3 separate regions of the Sus scrofa genome follow, and all the other regions are linked to region 2. A link is a contact called in public Hi-C data. All regions are on one chromosome and are shown on one strand. Each heading gives the region's core, a stretch centred on a gene start, on an enhancer-like site or on the middle of the called end of the contact. The rest is flanking DNA. Distances are from core to core; before and after follow the strand shown. Region 1 holds the start of SLC33A1 (solute carrier family 33 member 1). Region 2 holds the start of TIPARP (TCDD-inducible poly [ADP-ribose] polymerase). Region 3 holds the start of C13H3orf33 (protein C3orf33 homolog).

Evidence for each region. A called contact is a pair of places that touch in the nucleus more often than the background predicts.
Region 1: a Hi-C map of heart right ventricle shows a contact between it and region 2, with 4 times the contacts expected there. The contact joins the promoter of SLC33A1 here to the promoter of TIPARP in region 2. A contact is called at or near these places in 1 of 5 promoter capture datasets (liver), 1 of 47 Hi-C or Micro-C datasets (heart right ventricle) and 1 of 2 datasets of contacts at active chromatin or transcription factors (alveolar macrophages).
Region 3: a Hi-C map of mesenteric adipose tissue shows a contact between it and region 2, with 1.6 times the contacts expected there. The contact joins the promoter of C13H3orf33 here to the promoter of TIPARP in region 2. A contact is called at or near these places in 3 of 47 Hi-C or Micro-C datasets (embryonic fibroblasts, mesenteric adipose tissue and skeletal muscle) and 1 of 2 datasets of contacts at active chromatin or transcription factors (alveolar macrophages).

Annotation. Positions count from the first base shown.
Region 1 is chr13:95,721,434-95,725,828 of Sscrofa11.1, forward strand. It overlaps SLC33A1 (solute carrier family 33 member 1), which reads right to left and starts at 2,724. Exons shown (of 6, transcript NM_001244245.1): 1 at 1,528-2,724. The coding sequence starts at 2,302.
Region 2 is chr13:96,494,474-96,499,057 of Sscrofa11.1, forward strand. It overlaps TIPARP (TCDD-inducible poly [ADP-ribose] polymerase), which reads left to right and starts at 1,913. Exons shown (of 6, transcript XM_005669945.3): 1 at 1,913-2,188.
Region 3 is chr13:95,671,532-95,675,867 of Sscrofa11.1, forward strand. It overlaps C13H3orf33 (protein C3orf33 homolog), which reads right to left and starts at 2,351. Exons shown (of 5, transcript XM_003358621.4): 1 at 2,136-2,351. The coding sequence starts at 2,249. LOC106505721 (a long non-coding RNA gene) reads left to right here and starts at 2,381. Exons shown (of 3, transcript XR_001300388.2): 1 at 2,381-2,510.

The DNA.
Region 1 (4,395 bases), core at 1,474-3,973, 770 kb before region 2:
TTTTGGGGGTTCCAGTACAAAATGAAAAGCAAGACACATAAAACGCAACAAGGTGGTGATGCAACACATTCACAAATATTCCTAGGCAGAGAATTATCTTTAAAGCAGATTTGTCTCAGAACTCAGAGACAAATCTGTCAAGGTGCAAAGCAATATCTCTCAAGCCATTTTTGCCCTGAAACCAACTGAGAAAAAGTACTACTATTATTTCATCAGTAGTAGTGGCTCACTAGCAGTTCAAGGAGGTAGAAAGGGGGTGCCTTTTAGGGTGTAAGAGAGTGGAGTGTATACAATTTCAAGAGATTAAAAAATACATTTGTGAATCCCTCTTTCCTCTCCCTGAATATTATGATATAACCCTTAAATTTCCTTCACCATACAACTATCCCAGACATTTACCCTATTGGGAATCCCCTAGTGCTGGGAAGGTGAAAGAAAGTTCAGCTGTTTTAATTCCAAGAGAGAAACACATAATTCATCATCAGTACCAGAATGGCCAATTCTGCTATAATCTCCATGTTGGTTATTCCTGATATTGGTAATTTCTCAGTTGTTCAGAAGTTTGAAAACACAAACAAACAACAAAAAATCCTTTACAGGGCCATGCATTTTACTCAAGCAGAAAAAAGGGAAATTGTAGAATTCACATCCAATTTCCTACCGGATAAACTTCAAACTCTTACACTAAATAAATAATTTGGTCAACGACCTTTAATTTGGTTACAACCTACTAACTTGGCCACAATCTTTCTTTCAGCACCATTTCCCAAAACCATTCCCCACAAGGACTGCTTCAGGCACTTTGAGCATTTTATATACTGTCCTATATTTTTCTGTACTTTGCTGCTTCATTGCATTTCCAACTGATGTTTTGTGCATTCTGGAACTCTATCTACCTACTTCATGAAATCTTATAATTCAACAAGGGCAAGTGCTGCCTACAATGCAAAGCCTGAATCTCACAAGTTCTTGTGGGCTGGACTTGCCTTTAATCATAGGAGGCCCTTTGAACCCTGTCATTTAGCCTGCTCATTAATGTGTGAATGAATTAACCCTATTCCATCCACCAGAAGGCTGGATGAGGGATCTTGGTCTAAGAGTAGGGGTAGAAATGAACCAGAAGACATGGAGCTAGAAATCTCAATCTAACAAAGAGACAAAAAAAAAACAAACTCTGAAGTCAGGCTAGGTTTATGTCTTCACACTAGTTAGACTTTTAAAAAATGTTCATCTGAGTATTATTAGTCAAGTGCCAAGGGATTCCTAGACTCAAGACTTTTGTTTGCCATTACACAACAATGTATACTGGATGAGTTACCCTTCCAATTCATTTCAGAATACTAATCAATTATGACTGCTCTACTATAATTCTGGTTGAAGCTTATTTTAGTAAAACAGAAACCTTACCTCGGGTCATTTCCCATTAAAATGATTTCCAGTAAATTATTGTTCCTACTAGCACCCACATGTCGAAAGGATTCATAAACGTACAATATACCTAACAGCATAACAGTTTAAATACACTACCTGAAAGAGTGACGATTCCCCTGGGTCGAGGCTGCAACCGCAAATATTTGTTACAAAAGTCGGCAGATTCAAGGGCCAAAAACAAAACATTGCCCAAAAAATAGCCCGCTGTTTGGCCTACTGAATTGCAAGTAGAAGCATAACCCACATTTTCCCGGGATAACATAGTTAACGCCCAACCATCCACAGCGATGTCCTGAGTGGCTGCCAGGAATTCAAACAAAAAGAAAGTCACAGTGAGAGCAACAACATCGGGGCTTCTGCCATCTGTACTCCCGAGCAAGTGGTCCACTTGAGTGGATAGATATATCATGAAGAATCCCAATATGTACTGTGTAGGGACAAGCCAAGATTTGCGACGGCCGAAGTTCCTAAAGTAAACCGCATCAACTAACGGGGCCCAGAGTAATTTGAGACTGAAGGGCCAAAAGACAAAACTGAAGAAAGCCTGATCTGTATAGCTAACATTTTTGCTCTGCAAAATAAGTGGGATGCTTCCTGCCAGGCCCAGTGGAATGCCCTGAAGCACGTAAAGAAAGAGCAAAAGCAAAATGCTGCTTAATTCGGCCCGGCAGCTCCTTGGGGGTTTTGAGAGGTCACTAGCGCCGATATCCCCCAGAAGAGCTTCTTTGTCCCCTTCCCCGCCCACCAACTCCGGATGATCATCATCCCAGGAGCCCGGCGGTAGAGGACCGCTCTTCATATCCAGAGAGTGGTTGAAAGTCCCTGGCCGTCGTTGCCGACTATTGTCCTTGTGGGAGATGGTGGGAGACATATCAGAGACGATGCAGAACCCCGTTTGTGGGAGGCCGGGGCTGAGCGTCTTGGATCCGTCTAGTCCCAGGTCCAAGGCTGTCGCTCTGGACCAGGGTGTCAATGGCTCAGGGAGGGGGACAGGGCGCGGGTTGATAAGGGCACTCCTTACTGCCGTCCGGAGTGCTGAACCCCGGAGCCAGTCCCCTGGCTGGAAGCCCAGGCGATGCCCAGGTATTTTCTCCTTGGAGCGGCGTCAAGGAGCCTGAAGAAGCGCCCCCGGCAGCCGGGCCGGGGTCGAGACTGGAGGAGGGGGCCGTGGTGCTGCGATGGAAACAGGCCTGTAGCTGTAGCGAGAGAAACGGCCAATTCCCCGACCCACCGCCCGCTCTCGCCGCCACCAATGCGACAGACAGCACTTTCTCCACTGGACTCCTGAGATACAAGATAATTTCCTGCCTCGAGCTTCAGGAAGTGGTCCTAGTCTCAAATGCGTCCTGATCCCGCCTCCAGAGCAAGCCAATCAGGACACGATCCAGCGGCCGAGTTCGGAAACAAAGCTTGGTAGGAACCCGAAAGCCCAGCGGCCAGAACCTCACGGGACAATTAACGCGGGCGCACCGTGAGGCCGGGGCGGGGCGCCGCGCGAGGTCTGGCTCCATGAGCGCATGCGGCCGTCTGGAAAGCGTGGGCCTCGGTCATTGGGTCCCAGGGGCCACGTGAGGGCGGGTTCAGGCGGGCGTGTGCCTGCTGCCAAACTTAATACCTTGCAAACTCTGAGTGGCCTCGGTCCTCGTCATTAGGCTGGAGGTGGGCAGTGCCCCAAGTCCAGGCTGGGAATTTTGAGATGTCCCTGCTTTCGTGGGCCAGGGAGAAACAGAGAGAAGGACTGAAGTTTACGAAATTTCCTTATCAGCAAGCAGGGGCGCCTTGGGTCCCCCAAAGAGTAAAAACAGCCCTGGTTAAATGCTGAAGCGTGTACCTTAAGAATGCCTACTTACGGAATGAATGAAATTGCTCGAAAGATTGCTCTGTAGTCCGTTTTTCCAAAGTGATGGAAAAGTGTAGCGGAATTGAGGCCTGGGTAGCTAACTGGGACGTTGGGTAGAGTGAAATTGTAAGACTCCTTCTCTCTCAGTTTTTGACCTACTGTGAAAGGTCTTGTAAGAGCCAAATGTTAGTTCTTTTTCATGTTTACTCACGTATGTTACTGAAATGATCACAGGGAACTTAACCTTGGGTAACCAACAGCATAAGTTGTAATACATAGAAAATACGTTACCTATACAATTTTACATATGATATATATATAAAATATATTATTTTACATTGGATAAGTATTTAGATACTAAAACCAAAAACTTAAAACCTATAATTAAAGTTAAACATTCTCAGCCTCCCACCATTTGAGATGAAACATGTTATTCCTACCTCTTCCAAATACAAATGTTGAAATAACAGTTCATCTCAAAATTATTTAGAAAAAGTGATTCGCTTCCTTAAGATAGACATTGAAGACTGAATACAAAAAGTTACATACTTGTTAAATGTAACCTAGAGTTTGCACAGGAAATCAAACTATATAAACAGTACTTTTCTGAAAACTAACTTTGTGCGATGTTGCAGGGATGGTAGTTCTTAAAGAGAAGTTCCATTTGTGGGCATCAAAGATCTGTGCACTTGATAAGAATTTTGCTATAGGCATAGTAAGTTACAAGTGTATATTTGCTGACCAATGAATTATATAATAGAAAGTTTATTCTTAAGCTAGTTTAATGTAGGAATGTAAGTGGAAATTATTTGTATTGCAAACTAGTTGTACAACATATATCACAAATTCTCAATCACTGCCTCCATCCATTTAAATATTGCAAAATAGCTTTTTGTGTGTGTATGCTCTTTACTTATCCCTGAGATGTTGGTATAGTCATGATTAAATTCTTTTCAATTTTTATATTAGAAAATTTCTCCCATTATTTTTTAAAAGTAGTGTGTATAGGTGAACTGAATCTTTGCTTGTCCAAAAATTGTTATTGCTGACTTGCAACTTGTAGTGTAATCAGATATATTCATCTGACTTTTTTTCTTTTGTAAATAGGTTTTTTTTTTTCTGTC
Region 2 (4,584 bases), core at 663-3,162:
AGAGTTGCTGTTTTAAGTCATAAGTTTTGGAGTCATTTGTGAACAGCAATAGCTAACTAAAATAAAACACTACGAAAAGAATAAAGAATGTACAACAAATAACTAATTATTGAGAGAGAATAGAATTTAAAATACTCCAAAAGAAGGCATGAAAGAACAAATGACACAAATAGAAAGTAAACAGTAAAATGATAGATTTGAAACTCAGATACTTGCTTCTAGGAAATTCCATCTATGAGTAGGCACAGTCCAAGATTTTGCCTCAATACAATTTTTAAAGCCTGGAAATTCTTGCCTTTTAATTAGTGGTCCCTGAATACTGTCCATTTCATTCTCACTTTAGTGTCTAGACCCTGCATTGATGCCACTTAAAATAAGCCTGCTGGGAGGATACTTCCCCTAATATATTGTTTGCTAGTGCATCACCCAGTTTGGTTTAGAACAGTTTAAGAAAGGCTTGGAACAATAATATTTATTACCATCACTTTTTATTTTTTACAGGCTTCCATGTTTGTAGGATAAGAACTGGCTTTTTCAACCCAGAATGGCTCCCAAGTTATGGAATTAAGTCACTTTAGATTTCAGGCCACAGGAAGGGAGTATCTCTTTGGGAGATGTTCCCTTCTCAGACAGCTGTTGGGGATACAGCCGTGATTAATTTTCTTTGATTTTGACAAGGGCTTTCTTTCTCCCTCCCCCCGCCCCGCGCGCCCACGTACAGTAATTAAATGAATTTAACGTGGTACTTCTTCCTCCACCTCTAAAAAACTAATCAATAGGTGGACTCATCATCCAGGGCATTTTAAAATTCAGAAAACATGGCAAAATCACATGCGGTGTATATTTTAGAGGTGAGTACATGGTGCTCTGTAAGCTCCATGAAGACATAGTATCTGGGCTGATCAAGGCTCTCTAAGTGTAGGTAAGCCACCAGAACAGCCCAGGCATGCAATAGGCACTTGAGAAATATTTGCTGAGTGAAGAAACAAGTCACTAAGGTGTTTGCGGGCTTTAAAACACACACATAGGAGTTCCCGTCGTGGCGCAGTGGTTAACGAATCCGACTAGGAACCATGAGGTTGCGGGTTCGGTCCCTGCCCTTGCTCAGTGGGTTAACGATCCGGCGTTGCCGTGAGCTGTGGTGTAGGTTGCAGACACGGCTCGGATCCAGCGTTGCTGTGGCTCTGGCGTAGGCCAGTGGCTACAGCTCTGATTCGACCCCTAGCCTGGGAACCTCCATATGCCGCGGGAGCGGCCCAAAGAAATAGCAAAAAGACAAAAAAAAAAAAAAAAAAAAAAAAAAACACACACATAACCTCTTTTATTGTCAAAACCCCAAAGCTAGGGGTTTGCAATACTAGCGAATATTTCCTGTGAAACTGGAATGCCTGCAACCTGGTCTGGCAAACGCCAGTCCGGGTGTGCAGCGAAGCCTGCCCATCCGGAATAGGGCGGGCGACCCCGTCTGGCCACAGCGGTGGTAACAGCCGATTGCTTCCTCTCCGGGTCTGGGGCAACCGGGGCAGGAGGCCACTGCTGCGGAGGCAAATAAACAAAGCCAGCCTCACAGAAACGGGTTGTTCCGTTTCACATCCTCCTTCGGGCGCCTGGGTTTCTTCCAAACAAAGTGACCCTCCATCTGTCCGCAGGCAGGTGGAGCCCGCCCCACACAGGGCACACCTCCCCTCCTCACAACTGAGCAATTCTACAGGCTGGTAGGCGCAGACCCTTCCGACCCCTCCAGCGGCCAAAGGACACGCCCCCTCCAGAGAGCACGCGCCGCCGCACGCACATACATCTCGGCGCGCCTCCCGAGAGTGAGCGCGCACGCGCACGAGGGGCGGGCCTCCTTCCCGGCACCCACTGAGCTCCCCGTCCTCTCACTCCACCCCACCCCCCTGCTGCTCAGGCTCCGCCCCCGCGACGGGGCTGCTGAGAGGAGGCGACCGGAAGCCACTTTAAAGCAGAGCTCGAGGTGACAGGCGAACGAGCTGGATCGGGAGTGCAGTCGCGGCTTTTTGCGCTCCCGGCCGCGGAATGGCCCGTGCGCCACACACCGTGTCTCCGGCCTGCGACCCCTAGACGCCTGAGCCGGTTCTCCGCACCCACCCCCTGGCGCTGACACTGCCCGCGAGCCTGAGGCGCTGACTCGGCTCCTGTGGTCGGTTCTCTCAGGCTGCCGGTTCAGGTAAAGGGCTCCGGGTGGGCTTTGAGGGGCCGATGATGAGGGACTCTAGCTGGGTTGGTGGGTGCGGAAAGGGACGCCGGCCTCGCTGCCGGCTTTCACCGACCGGGGGTGATTGATGTTTAAACCGTGCCTTTTTGTACCGAATTCAGTCGGATCCCGTCAATATCGGGATGGCATTGGTCTACACTTCTTAGTCACTTCGGGCCTCTGGCAGGTGTATAAATCGAAGTAAGACACCGAAAGGTTTAGTCGGGGGCGCTGGCGGCTCATCATTCCCACTGAATTGTGGCGGCTCGGGGGCGCGTCTGTGTGGGTCGCCCCCATGGGGCAGACCCGGCTCTCTGAGGCGCAGATCGCAGGGGAGGGCACGGCCGCTGAGGGGAGCCTTCCGGCGGACCTGCGTTCCGGCTACAGCCCAGAAGTTTGCAGGCTGTTTTCAGATTAACTTTGAAGTCGTCTCCTTCCTCCCCGCCAGCCCGAGAAGTGCCTGCTGCTGCTGCGTTTCCCCGGCTCTTCTCGGGTCGGTCCTCGGAGCCCACAGGACGATCTTTTCAGGAAGGTTGTTCCGGGAGGGAAAGAGATTCACTGTGGAAGGCGGCGCAAGTGGCTTCTAGAAGGGAGGGCAGCAGGGGCAGGGGTCGCTCGTTGGGTGGGAGGAAGCTAGCCCGAGGGTTTGCGGGGCGCCGAGGGACAGGTGGGAGCTGGATGCTTGGAACACCCGGAATTGGCCGCGGTGCGGGGAGTTGCTGCGATCCGGGGCGCGGAGCTGCGCAAACGGTCGCAGCCAGCAGGAGGCGTCGCTCGGACCCAGGCTCGGATCCGGGCTTTGCTCTACGCCCGGCGGAGTCTTGAGTTTGGTGCAGGCGGTTTCCCAGGACCGTGCGAGGGGCCGGGAGTGCCCAAGAACTGAGGGCATCACGAGGTGAAGGGTGGAGCAGTGGGGCGCCTACGGCAGGAACTGGAGGAAGTGTCCTTCCAATCTTTATTTTTCTGTTATGCAAACTAATTGAGGAACTAGGTTCTAGTGACTTCCCCACTCCAGCCACTCCTCCACTTCTCTGCCCCTTCCGTGGTTTTATTTCCGAGTTTGACAGAGGGCAAAGATAGGAAAGTTGTAGCGTGTGTGTTTGCACCCGTACAAATGAACTGGGTCTCTGTTTTGCCTTGATTGGGTGTGATAGGAGTGGTTATTGTGTGTGTGTGTGTGTGTGTGCGTGCGTGCGTGCGTGGGGGAAGGCACAGGCCGGTTTGGTGTGGTGGAGAGGGAATACCACAATCTGTGCCAATTGTGCCTTGAGGCAAGAGCACCAAATGATGAATAATACCGCCTGGCTTGGCTGCTTTCCAGTTGATTTTATGTCTTATGTCAAGTCCCTCCTTCCTGAAGCTTTCCCTAACAATGCCAGCTCACACTAAACTCTCCTTTTCTACCTTTTCTTTTGTACTTAGCATGTACACTGAAACCTCGTCATATACTGTTTTCAGTTTTTCTCAGTTTGAGCATTATGCAGTTATTACACATGTAGATTTATGAATTTCTCCAGTTAGGTCTTTCATATTAATTTTTCTGGGGACTCGGTTTTCTCGTTTTGTTGCCATTGTTGACCCATAAAGGCTCACAGAACTAAACAATTAATAGGTGCTTTTTCTTCAATAATTCAGCCCCCCCCCCCCAGAAATGGAGCATCTACTGTGTGCATTGTGCCAGGCACAGTACTGGGTACCTGCGATGCATTCTTGATGAAGTCATGAGCCCTTGCATCAAAGATTTCTTTCAGTCTATTGGACAAGAGAGAAGAGGATTAATTGCTTTTCCCTACCCATTTTCCACCTGGCACAATGCTAAGTAAATATTTTCAGAATCAGTTAATGAAAGCTAGATTGTAGAAGAGACACCGTTTGTCATTTTACAAAGTTTTCTTTACTTTTTACTTTAAATTCTAGTGTTGTTTTCCCCCAGCCCCAGGAATCTGATTATTGAAGAAAGCATTTTTTTTAGTCTGAGTAGTTCATTAGGAATCTGAAATTTGGTGTGTTTTGTTTTCTTGTGTTATTTTTCTATAATATGCCTTTGTCTTTTCTTTTAAAAAAATGCATATATGTAACTTCTGAAGACCAGGAGGCCCCTTTCTGTATTAGGAAGTTGTATTTGGTTTCTAAAACACTGTGTGGTGGTTGTTGCTGATATAGCTTCTGTTGCTAAACAAGCCTTGGTATTCTTCCTCCAGTAGCAGTGATGTTTTGGGTATTGCAAAAGTAGAACCTTATCATTGTTGCGGAATGTATTGGAACTTTCTGAATCTAGAAATGCTTCACCAGGCTCCTGGCTTTCTCCCATGTAACATTTCAATTGAGAGCCCCTGTTTCCTAAGTATATATCCTCACACCTCAAATTC
Region 3 (4,336 bases), core at 1,101-3,600, 820 kb before region 2:
TAAATTATTCAGAAAAAAAAAAATCTTCCCTATAACCAACCGCCCAAATAAGGCATATCTTTCAACTAAAACCCCATTTCTTCCCAAAAAAACTGCCCACCCACCCATTAATCTTCCCCTTTTTCTCCCAATCTAGCATGCACAGGGATTACATACATAATATTGTACTGTTCCCTATTGACGGTATTGTTTTAACCATGGGTTCGCTGAATACATGAATCATTCTAATACTTCTTGTACAAGGGCCACAGGAACTCCCATAACCCTGAGCCTGCAGGGGGAGTTTTAAGGATTTGGTAGAAATTTTTATCACCAAAACCTTCAAGCACCTTGGGAAATTACGTTGGTAAACAGGAAAAAGTTAGCAATGTTTTTATTTTTATTTTTTGGCCATGCCCACGGCATATGGAACTTTCCGGCTAGCGATTGAATCCCAGCCACAGCAGCAACCAGAGCTGCTGCAGTGCCAATGCTGGGTCACTAAATAAATAAATTCATTAATGATACAAATATTTACCTAGTACTTACTAAGTGGTAGGTACTAATCTAAGGACTGAGCTGCACTGGGGAATCAAAATAGACATGGTCCTGGCTTCTGCTGCTTGGCTGCAAGGTATTTGCAAAGCTGACGGTCCTACTCAATTTACCAGCAGAATTCAACAAAGTTAATCATTCTTGGGAGTTCCTGTCATGGCTCAGTGGTTAACGAATCCGACTAGGAACCATGAGGTTGCCGGTTAGATCTCTGGCCTCACTCAGTGGGTTAAGGATCCAGGCATTGAAGTGAGCTGTGGTGTAGGTTGCAGAGGAGGCTCGATCTCAAGTTGCTGTGGCTGTGTCCTAGGCCAGCGGCTACAGCTCCGATTAGACTCCTAGCCTGGGAACCTCCACATGCCGCGGGTGTGGCCCTAGAAAAGACAAACAAACAAACGTTAATCATTCTATCTGAAAACATTCTCTTTACTTGGCTTCTAGGATGCCTGGTATTCCTGATTTTCTTCCTCCTCCCAGTCTGTTCCTCCCTGGTCTTTGCTGACCTCCTCCTTTTCACTCCCCAAACTCTAAATGTTAGGCCCCAAGGGCTCAGTTTTAGGGCTTCTTCAGGAGACTTTCTGACTTGCTCCGAGACATTATCCAAACTTTAAATACTACTTAAGGTTTATGCAGCTCATTCCCAAAGTTATATGTCCAGTTCTAATCTCCCTTCAACACAGGACTCCTATATCCAGTTGCCTGGGACATCTACAGCTACGTTTAGAAGTCTAATGAGGAGTTCCCATCCTGGCGCAGTGGTTAACGAATCCGACTGGGAACCATGAGGTTGTGGGTTCGGCCCCTGCCCTTGCTCAGTGGGTTAACGATCTGGTGTTGCCGTGAGCTGTGGTGTAGGTTGCAGACCCGGCTCGGGTCCGAGTTGCTGTGGCTGTGGTGTAGGCTGGCAGCTTTAGCTCCGATTGGACCCCTAGCCTGGGAACCTCCATATGCGGCCCAAGAAATAGCAAAAAGACAAAAAAAAAAAAAAAAAAAGTCTAATGAATGACCACCTTCAAGTTCACACATCTCCTTTCGGAAGTCTAAATGGCATCTTCAAGTTCACATGTGCAAAAAACCCTCCAGATTTTCCCAACAAATCATTTATCCGAACTCCTCTATATCAGCAATTTCTACCATCATCCACGAACCAGACAGATCCCTTGATTCCTCTCATTTCTTACAATGAAAGAAACCACCACCGGGACCTGGCCGCCTAAGATGTCCCTCTCCCCTTGTTCGATCTCCAGTGGCCTCTCAGTTCACTTTTTAAAGACAATGCTTCTCTCTCCCCAGGCCTACAGGAGGAGCCAGGCGCCCTCCTCTGGTCTCCACCTGGCCTTCCCCAACTGCGCCAATGGCCCCGTTGGGGCCCAGCGGTGGGCAGCGGCTCGCTCTCTGCGGTGTCCCAGAGCCCAGCATAGCCCTGACAGTGATCAGCCAAGCAAGCCCGGCCCAGCAGCGCACACCACGGCCCAGCACCCGCCACCCGGACCAGGCGGCTCTCCGCCCCTCCCCCGCCTGGCGGGTCCGCTACTGCGGCCTCCCAGGCTCGCGCCCCGCTGCCTGCGCCCACAACTGCCCGGCCCGCGAGGCTGCGGTACCCGGACGAGGCGCAGGTGGTCGTCGGCCCACTGGGAGATCCGCGCCACCACGTTGGGCGCCACTCCGTCCCGGTCCGGTGGCTGTGCGGCCGGGTCCGCGGACCGCCCCGCCATGTTCCTGCCTTCGTGGGCGCCCTCGCCACCTCCCAGGCCGGGCAGCAGGGGGCGCCACTCTCCACGGGCGGACAGCGGGATCCGCGCTCCACCCGCTCCAGGGGGCGCAGCGCGAGCAACCGCCGGATCCCCTTTTCCGCAGCCTGTGAGAGGCCCTGGCGCGGGCCTCCCAACCCGGTAGATGCACAGTAACCCCAGCCTTTATGCAGGGCTTTTGTCACAGCGCAGATCTCGCGAGCTGCAGGATTCCGGGCCTTGCTGGTGGGTGATGATTACTTTTGACTCACTTAATTCAGAGCAGTATAGGGTAGCATGGGCTACACAAGAAAGAAAATTTAGCTCATTCCTTCCACCTGCTTTCAAATGTAACAAGATGCTTATGGCTGAATGGTGTTTTCAAGTTGTCACAACTGCTTTGTAAGCCTAATAGCAGAGGCGCTAAAGCTTTGAACTGTTAATTCATTAAATGTAGGGAGCTGACATATTCCAAAAATCAATACATGGATGTTAACTAAACTTATAGTGGTAATCATTTTGCAATACATGTATATATCAAATCATTACCTAGAACTAAGAAATATTGCATGTCAATTATATATCAATAAAAACAAACCAATAGTACATTTTAAAACAGAAATAAGCTGCAGTACAGTGCAAATTATATCTGTGTTAAAAAACAAAACAAAACAAATCCTCTAACAACAGGGTTCCAGTTATGCAGCAGTGGAAAGGAATCCCACTAGTATCCATGAGGTTGTGAGTTCCATCTCTGGCCTAACTCAGTGGGTTAAGGGTCCAGCATTACAGTGAGCTGTGTAGGTCGCAGAGGCCTCGGATCCCGAGTTGCTGTGGCTGTGCTGCAGGACAGCAGCTGTAGCTATGATTTGACCGCTAGCCTGGGAACTTCCATATGCCCAGGTGGGGCCCTAAAAGAAAAAAAGAAAAACACTTCTAACAAGGGAGTTCCCGTTGTGCCTCAGGAGAACCCGACTAGTATTGATCAGGACCAGGACGGGGGTTTGTTCCCTGGACCCCCCCACCCCTCAGTGGGTTAAGGATCCTGCTTGCTTCGACCCCAAGCCTGAGAACTTCCATATGCTTCACACAAAAAACCAAAATGATGTCCCTGGGCAGAGGGGTTGGGTGTAGAAAAGGAAGGGAATTTTACTATCAGCCAGCTCTAATAGAACATTTTACAGTGACAGAAATGTTCCATGTCTTCACTGTCCAATTTCATAGATAAATATGAAATAGTCGCACATGCAGCTATTGTGTGTTTGAGATGTAGCTAATACAGCTGAGGAACTGAATTTTTAATTTTATTAATTTTAATTGATTTAAATAGTCACGGGGGCTAATGGCTATAATATTGGACAGTGCAGGTATACTGTTGGAATTTTTTTTTTTTTTTTTTTTTTTTTGTCTTTTTGCTATTTCTTGGGCCGCTCCCGCGGCATATGGAGTTTTCCCAGGCTAGGGGTCTAATCGGAGCTGTAGCCGCCAGCCTATGCCAGAGCCACAGCAACACGGGATCCAAGCCGCGTCTGCAACCTACACCGCAGCTCACGGCAACACCGGATCGTTAACCCACTGAGCAAGGGCAGGGATCGAACCCACAACCTCATGGTTCCTAGTCGGATTCGTTAACCACTGCTCCACGGGAACTCCCTATTGGAGTTTTTTTTACCTTATGCATATATTGTCTTTAAAAGTTAAATTGAATATTTTGTATTCTTTTTTTTTTTGGTGGTTTTTTTTTTTTTTTTTTTTGGCCACACCTGAGCATGTGGAAGTTCCCAGGCTAGGGATAGAATCTGAGTCACAGCAGTAACAAAGCCAGATCTTTACCCACTAGGCCACCAGGGAACTCCCTGTTGTATTCCTAATAATACATATTATAAGGATTGCCTTCAAGGAATGTATTGTCGCCAGTGGAAAGTAAATACAGCGGCTAACACTTGGATCTTGCTCACTGTGTGCCAGGCACTGTCCTAAATACTTTTCATATTAACTCCTTTGATCTTCATAGCAACTTTATGAGGTAGGCACTATTATTAATCCTAGTTTTAAAGAGGAAGTACTTACAG